Linked DNA regions of Mus musculus: region 1 is linked to region 2. Evidence: chromatin contacts called from public Hi-C data. All regions are on one chromosome and are shown on one strand. Each heading gives the region's core, a stretch centred on a gene start, on an enhancer-like site or on the middle of the called end of the contact. The rest is flanking DNA. Distances are from core to core; before and after follow the strand shown.

The links. Hi-C and Micro-C count contacts between places; a contact is called where the count stands out from the background.
Region 1: a contact with region 2 is called in a Hi-C map of nephron progenitors, with 4 times the contacts expected there. The contact joins the promoter of Ndufaf5 here to the enhancer-like site in region 2. A contact is called at or near these places in 17 of 39 promoter capture datasets (the 3T3-L1 cell line, 3T3-L1-derived adipocytes, the C10 cell line and 11 more), 34 of 484 Hi-C or Micro-C datasets (the C3H10T1/2 cell line, CD4 T cells, CD8 T cells and 24 more), 6 of 115 datasets of contacts at active chromatin or transcription factors (astrocytes, bone marrow-derived macrophages, embryonic basal ganglia and 3 more) and 2 of 9 other capture datasets (adipose tissue and liver).

Annotation. Positions count from the first base shown.
Region 1 is chr2:140,168,344-140,172,384 of GRCm38.p6, forward strand. It overlaps Ndufaf5 (NADH:ubiquinone oxidoreductase complex assembly factor 5), which reads left to right and starts at 2,303. Exons shown (of 11, transcript NM_027093.4): 1 at 2,303-2,590; 2 at 3,684-3,724. The coding sequence starts at 2,369. Esf1 (ESF1 nucleolar pre-rRNA processing protein homolog) reads right to left here and starts at 2,215. Exons shown (of 14, transcript NM_001081090.1): 1 at 2,134-2,215; 2 at 1-112. The coding sequence starts at 71.
Region 2 is chr2:139,589,651-139,593,644 of GRCm38.p6, forward strand. Sptlc3 (serine palmitoyltransferase, long chain base subunit 3) reads left to right here. Exons shown (of 12, transcript NM_001356507.1): 8 at 1-61. Among named protein-coding and RNA genes, the nearest start is that of Ism1, 87 kb to the right of the region's middle. Within about 2 kb of position 1,846, at least 6 of the 459 cell types and tissues checked have an H3K27ac peak or open chromatin away from gene starts, as enhancers often do. A contact at or near this core is called in nephron progenitors, where this site is marked.

The DNA of each region.
Region 1 (4,041 bases), core at 1,053-3,552, 580 kb after region 2:
TCCCAAAATCTGGGATCCTTTGAAACCCGCCTGAACCGCTGGTCATCCATTATTTCTTGTTTGGATGACATTTTTAAAGTCTTAATGAAGAAATATCCAGAGAAACCAAATACTAAAAATAAATAAATAGATAAATATTACAATGATGAATGGTTAATAATTAAAATATTTTTTAAAACCACATTTGTTCATTGTGTATGTATGCATTCTCATTCTCACTCTCTCTCTAAATACACAACATTAAGACAACTTAAATTTAATTTCACCTACCCAAACTATTCTGGGTCAAACATAAAAAATAAAGGCATAGCAAAATATAATCCTTCCCTTACAGATCACTTGAAATAAACTTGTAAACCAAGGTTTTATAAACCTAGGGTTTTGAGGAGGGCAATGTTTAGTAGCTGACTGCCCTCAGAATTTTTATAGTTCTAGCTTGTACTTGCCATCAATTAAAAGATTATTCTTGGTGCATAGAGCCACACACGTAAAACCAAGATTCTGAAGGCAGAATCATGCTTATTATGAGGCCAGATCTTAGATAGTTTCATAGGGAATTGGTGGTCAGTCTGGGTTACCTAGTGAGATTGTTTCAAGAAACCAAAGACAGATGCTGGGGAGAAGGCTGAATCAGCGAAGCGCTTGTAATACAAATACAACATGGATTTGATACTCCAGAACACACACACATAAAACAAACAAACAAACAAACAAACAAACCCTGAATGCCTGTAATCCCAGAGACAAGAGGACTCACTCCCTAATCATCCAACTTAGCTTACTTGAGGAGCTTCAGGTTCCAATGAGAGGTTCTGCTTAAAAAAAAAAAAAAAAGTGGAGAGCAATTGAGGAAGACACTAGCCATCACCTCTGGCTCCATATACAAGCACCCTTCCAAACATATGAGCACACACGTGCATGGGTATGTGGGCTGATGTAATCATCTACAGATGCAACAGACACAGGAAGACAAAAACAAAAGATTCTGAAATCTCAGCTGGTCTAATTGGGTTTTCATAGTCTTGTTTCATTCTCTTTGTTAATGTTTACTTCATAATTGCATAAGCTTTTGGTTTTACAAAGCTGTCTCTTAACTAATGAGGGGCATTTAAAAAAAAATCAAATCAGATTTACCTTAGTGTTATTTCTATAAATCCTAGTTTCTATCAAGACCCAAATTAGTCTCAAACTACAGTTAACAATTGTCACGTTCTTCTTAATAAATTTTTCCATGTGTATGGGTGTTAAGTATTCATGTGTGTCTGCATATCACTTCTGTGCCTCCTGCCCATGGACGCCTGAAGAGGTCTTCTGAGCCCCTGGAACTGGTTTTACTGACTGGACAATAGTCAGCCATCAAGTGGATGCTGGAAATTTAACCTAGGTCCACTGAAGACCAGCAGCCAGTGCACTTAACCACTGAGCAATCTATCCAGTCCCAAATGTCGCTTTTTTATAACATTTTATTCTCAAAGTGACTAAGGCCTAGATAGGCTATAAACACACAAAAACGCTCACAGAAGTTTGTATGCCTAATGTTCCTTTGTAAAGCGTCCCTGGTGGTTGGATTTCTCCAGATTTCAACTTTGCAAAAAAGTCAGAAGTTTCTGTATGAATAAAAGCTGACTGACCAAACAAGACAGTATTTACGCCCCTCACTCCTGCGACAGACTGTACGCCATCACAACAGGCTAGCCTAGCCTTGAACTGCAATCACTTCTGTCTCTCGGCCTCAATACTGGAATTACAGTGTTGCTTTACTTCAGAACCCTTTACATTCTAATAGAGAGAGAGAGAGAGAGAGAGATACTACAACACCTGGAACAGCTGTACGACACAGCTACCACCTCAACCAACTGCAGTGCGTGTGAATGTTGGAAATGGAAGCCCACGGCGAACATGGGATGTTCAGAGGAGCGAAAGCAACTGGACAGCACTTGAAACGCTTCCCGGTCTCCCTCAAGTCCACCCACCCTCTGGCCTGGGAGCTCCAGGTCAGCTCGTCCCGAACCATCTTCCCACCTCACAAACTTTCGGGGCAAGTTACTCGGCTGCGTTCTCTGTCTCTCTCGAGAAGCAGCTCTGAAGAGAACAATGAGGCCAGAAAGGGACCGGACTATAGGGGCTACTCACAAATCCCAAGGAGAGCCCGACGGGCGACCGCACAGTTTCCCACCACTCTTCTCAGATCCCAGTCTGAGTTCACATGGAGCGCACTCCCACAATCCTCCGCGAGACGCTCCGTCTTAACGGCACGCGAGCTGGGCCAAACTACTTCAACCTTCCGCCTTGGAACTGCGCTAGTCGTAGTCCCGTTGGCGCATGCGCCTAATAGAAACCATGCCCTGCTGTGGCGCCCGGGCTGAAGATGCTGCGAAAGGTCGTTCTTTTGCGCCTCTGCCCACTGCTTGGCCGGCCAGCGGTCTCTGCATCGAGCGGCAGTCGCAGGGAGGTCGCTTCTGGTGTCCCTCCTTCGGGCAGCACCTCGCCCAGAGCCCTAAACATCTTCGACAGGGAATTGAAGAGGAAGCAGAAGAATTGGGCCGCCCGGCAGCCCGACCCCATGAAATTTGACTACCTGAAGGAGGAGGTGAGACTGTGGGGCTGCGACGGAGGGAGGCGTGGAGCCGGGTAGGGCGGACCCACCCACCCGACTGTGTGACCTTGAGAAGCTTCACTCTCTAGAGCCTTTCTGATTTTCCGGGAAGCACGAGAGGCTCCGATAGCATGCGGGGCAATCATTCATTCGCTTTGCAAACACTGCTTGAGTTCCAGGGAAAAGCAAGATCATTTAGGAGTGAGTAGGAGACACATAGACAGGGAATGTAATTGCAGCAAAAGGAAGGTGAAGAAAAAGTGAGATAGCGGTATTGGTGACTGCGGTGGTCAAGAATGGCTGTTATGGCGAAAAGTGAGAGATTAGTTGAGCCGAGATGAGAGATGGGACGAGTCTCCTAGGAAAAGGAAAAGTGCAAAACTCCTAAGGCCAAAAGGACGTGTAGAGGCCTTCAATAAGTCCTTCCATTCTGTTCAAGAAAAGCTTGTAAGAGACTGAGTACAAGGTGTGGATAGTTGACTGCATCCCGGATGACGCCAGTCCGGGGAAGGGTGGTACTTACCATACGATTTCTTTTATGTTGTGTTTAGGAGATGGTCGTCTATACTTTTCCAGACTTGGTGTTTACTAATTTGCAAGCATTGGCTGTCTTAATTTATTATGTAATATATACCAGCCTGACCTCGAATTCATAGAAATCCACCTGCCTCAGCCTCCCGATGTTGATGTTGGGTTTGAGTTTCCGAGACAAGGGTCTTTTTAATATATCCTGGTTTGGAACTCATAGTCACCGTGTATTCCAGACTGGCCTCAGACTTGTGGTAATCCTGCTTACTCCTGAATCGAAGGACTATAGACATAAACTGCCACACCAAGGAGATCGTTAATTTTGATTTCATTAAATTTGCTTCTAAAGTAATTTGCTTCCGTTTGTTTTCAGGGTATTTTATTATTTCCATAATAAAAAAATAAAGTATTTGTAAAGGAAGTTGCTGTGGGACAATAGCAAATGGGATAGAAGGAAACACTTCTGTTTTGAAACATATGTTGAATCTTAGGAAAAAAAGTTACTTTTCTGTTAAGCCTGCTTGGTGTATTTAACCCATTGACTCTTGAAATTTTCCAGGTTGGAAGTCGGATTGCAGACCGTGTTTATGACATAGCCAGGTAGGAGATGCTATTTCAGTGAGATGCAGTCTCTCCTTCTCCCTGCTCCTTTCTCCCATGCTCCCCTCTCCCAGTCTGTCTCTCTGTCTTTTTCCCAAAACAGACAACTTGCTCTAACTCCTAAGCTATACCTTGAACTAGGCTTGGACAGCCCACCTTTCTTAGGTTCTTAAGTATCTGAGACTATAGACCTGCTTCTCCAGTCCTGGTTAAGAACAAAATCTGATGTTGAATGAAGACTGGAAATTAAGTGATGTGAGTTTGCTACGTGGAGTAGTTGAGTATGAGAAATGTATTGGCAGGATTAGAGATTTAAC
Region 2 (3,994 bases), core at 596-3,095:
ATACATGGGTACATTCACCAAGAGCTTCTCGGGCTCAGGAGGATATATAGGCGGGAAAAAGGTAAGAACGGAACCTCTTGTGTTAGGAGAGACCCTGGATACAGATTTCTGGAAGCAGAAATCAGGACCCCCCTGAAGTTCATGTCTGTTTCAGTTCAGCTCACGTGCAGCACAGAGTAAAGAAAAGTGTGGAAAGAATCGTCACATAACAAACTGTGTAGAGTACCTGGGAGAGATTAGCTCCGCCGGACTATGTCTGGGAAGTATTGTAGAATAACCACCATTCAGCCTTGTAGACAAATAGTCGGGGGTGGGGGAGTCAATTTCAGAAAGAAGCAATAGAATATACTGAGCCACAGAAGTAATAAGGAACCTTACATGAACTATGAGGGAGTGGGGTGGAGAGAAGGATGGCTCAGCAGTTAAGAGTACTGATTGCCTGTCAGGGCTCAACTCCTAGCGCCCCCTGGAGGCCTACTACTATCTGTACCTCCAGTCTCAGGGATCTGAAGCCTCAGCTGAACCTGGACAAATATAGCATGCAGACACACATGCAGGCAAGACATGCATACAATTTTTAAATTCAAAAATTAAAGAACTAGGAGTGTGCGTGTGTGTGCACATGTGCGTGTGTTGTAACAGCAACAGTGGAGAAAGTTCAGGTATTCAAGAGGCTAGCCTCATGGATTTTACAAGTTTTCACCTAAATGACAGCAGCATAAAAAATGGACTTTTAAGATTATTTTTCTGAGAAATAACTCTTTTCTATGATGTTAGATAAGCCATCTTCTCTAGTCTCTAAATGATTTTAAAAAATTGGTTCAGATGACATGATGAGATGAGAGAGCGTATGTCCTGTCCCTTTTCCAAATCATGTCAGTTGTCTCTCCAAGCCCACATCTGTCCCAAAGAGACTGTGGTGTAGCTCCAACTAGTAGGGCATTTCAGGCCCCAAATTAGTGCATGGAGGTGCTCTTAACAAGATATCTAACATTTCTAGTTCCTTACCCACTGACCAGAAGAAACAAAAATTCTGCCCACTGCTCAACCAGTTAGACAAATCGGGGTATGCTAGCAGAAAGCATACTATCACTAAAAGTCAGTGGTTTAAAACAATAGATTGCGTCTTATCCACCTACCATGAGACATACAGACGCCTAAAATTCTGTTCTAAGTGTTCTTTGCCCTCTTGTAACTGCTACTTTCTCCCATGGCCAAAGCTTTGTACTTCCACCTTCCTGTGCTTTCCTGTGGGGATGAGCTAGGTAATGCCAGAAACACGGGGAATGCCAGGCCCTCAAAGGCTTCAGCAAAGTCTAGTGAGAGGTTAAATATTTCCTTCTTAACTGTCACATCAGCAGGATCAGAGGGTCTCAAATTTAGGAGCTGTCTGATCCGGATTACCTTGCTTTGTGAGGCTGTGGGCTTTGATTACTTTAGCAGCAGTTCTGAGCCACAAAACTTTTAACCGAGCGTAACTCTGTTTCCTGAGCCAAAGGCACCTGAATAAACTAAAGCAAGCAGATCCTTGAAATGGTGTCAGACTTGTTAGATGTCACATTTTTCTCCTCAGAGTGCCTTTATTTGATACCTACTTTAAACAAAGGCCCAGGACTAGCCGCAGGAAGGACAATTCCCTGGGATCCTGTTCTCTGTTCTGAAGGCAGGTGCAGGGTTTCAAAAATGGAATACTCTTGTCTACATGACCTCTGATCCTTTGGGTTAAAGATCGGGCAATTGTAAAAATTATCATTATTACATTAATCAGAACTCCTACACTCCTACCCACTTCCTCCTCCTAACCTAACAGTATAACTGTGTTATACTGCAGTATCTCAATTAACCACCAGGTGGCATCATGAATTAGAGCGTGTTTGGCAGGGGCTCATTAGCCATACTGAGATACACTACCCTAAAACACCAACGTATAAAACCTTGGAGAAACAGACAACAATTCAATACACGGAACTGAGCAAGAGAATGGAGAGCACGAATCCTGAAGACAATCAAGTGGGTTCAAAACTCTAGAAAAAGATAAAAATGCCTGGCTCTGAAATGTCTTGTTAATCTTGGTATACAGTGACAACATTCCTAAAAACTACACCTGGGATGTCCTGGGACTCTTGGTGGAGCCAAGTTTTGCACATTATGGACCAGATGAATACATCTTGGAAAAAAGTGAAGGGGGAAAAAATAGCTGGTGCTAAGATTTCAGTAAGCAGAGGTTTGATGGGGAGTCTCCGGTTTCCCCCTTAGTTGTTACTAAGTAACAAACTCACCTTGGCTGATCAGGATTAATTCCAAGACAAAGTATTTTCTCAAAAGCCTATGGGGCTTTTGTCTTTTGCAATTTGAGCTCTGCTGACGGACAGTAAACAATTCACTGCCGAGGCTATCCTTCCATGAAGGTCCAGGTGAAAATTCAGATAATCACTCTTCACGTCAGGACTATCAGTGTCTATGAACAAGGCGGGAGTTGATAGGGTCGGGTTCTTTTCTTTTACCATTTTCAATTTCAGTTATTTCTCTAGCTGCTGGGAGGATGTACGCAGCATTCCTCATCCTCTATTCTCCTGTAAGCATGGGTCCTGCAACTTCTTACATGTCCGCTGTCACTTGCTGCCTTCTCCCAGCCTCCGTGAGGATTGGCAAATAAGTGAGGCAGAGATTGTCCTTGTGACCGATAGACGGCAGGGTTGTAATTCTAGAGGAGGGAAATGGGAAACAAGGCTAGGTTTGGAAGGTGATAGTTAGCTCCAACAGCCTGAGAAGCAAGGAAAGGCAATTCTCTTACAGAAGCCTTTCTGTTCTGGTATTCTCAGCCCTGCCTGCACTTAACAGTCCTTTGAAGTAAATGGGGTCATGGACTAAGCATCACGATGTTTATTCTAAAGCCTCCTGTCTGATTCCCTCCCCAAAACCCACCCTTGCCCTTGAACTCCAGGCCTATGGGTAAAGAAAATAATCAAGGTTTTGGACTTAAAAAAAAGGACTTGGAAAACTGTCCCTGGGAGAACCTCTAACTCATTCCAAAGAAAGACACAATACAGACACACCTTGCAAGGGACCAAAGTCAACCCTTAATTCACGACTTGTACCCAGTCAGGAGATAAATAGAAGAAATCAGTAGACTTTCCTTGACACTCTCCAGAAGTTACTACAGAACTCCACTTCCTCAGCCACACAAGGAAAACACCCTTTACCCAGCCTGGGACAAAATGGACTCAGTCCAAAGTAATTATATTGTAGGACAGACACTCTTCATGTTCAAGGGAGTGATTATACGCTGATGCGGTCGTGTTCAAACTAAAGATGCTTATGACTGACCTATGGGATTCCTCAGTTTTTGAAAGGAAATTAGAGTTAGGGGCATTTCGATCAAAGGAGGCTTTGCTTTGTTTCTTTGTCTGATCTTTGTGCTGAATGCTTCCCAACTGAGATGTTACTACGCTTGATCTAAGAGTTCAGTTTCTTGTCATTAATGCATCAGGGGACTGTTCATCCTCCCTCAATCTCTAAAGTTCCTTGGCTTCCCATTAAACAAACTGTCAGAATGTACAGGTCTCTGCTAAGACCCTACTACTATGAACTTTAAGAATATACATATATCTTTAGTTACTTTCTTTCTGAGGACACACTCATTGATTAAATTAAGATTAGACATAAAAGCCTTTAAACCCCAAAACAGCAATGTATGCAAATTGGGGGAAGCACTACAGGCTAAGCATAAAGGGAGCTGGTCTCTATACACTCCAGGACTCACTTCTCCTCATCCTGAGGCCAATCTCTGGTTTTGAAGATGTGATAAGCATAGTGTTAAAGATGGAAACACCTGAACCAGAGTCATTGTGTCTACATCCTTACCTTACCTAATCTTTATGGAGAATTTCCAGGATGTCTGTGCCTCAATTATCCAATCTATAAATTTGGGATTAAAGGGTGTTTCCTACTTCTGAGTTATTTTAAGTGCATTAACATATACGTTGTTCTGAAA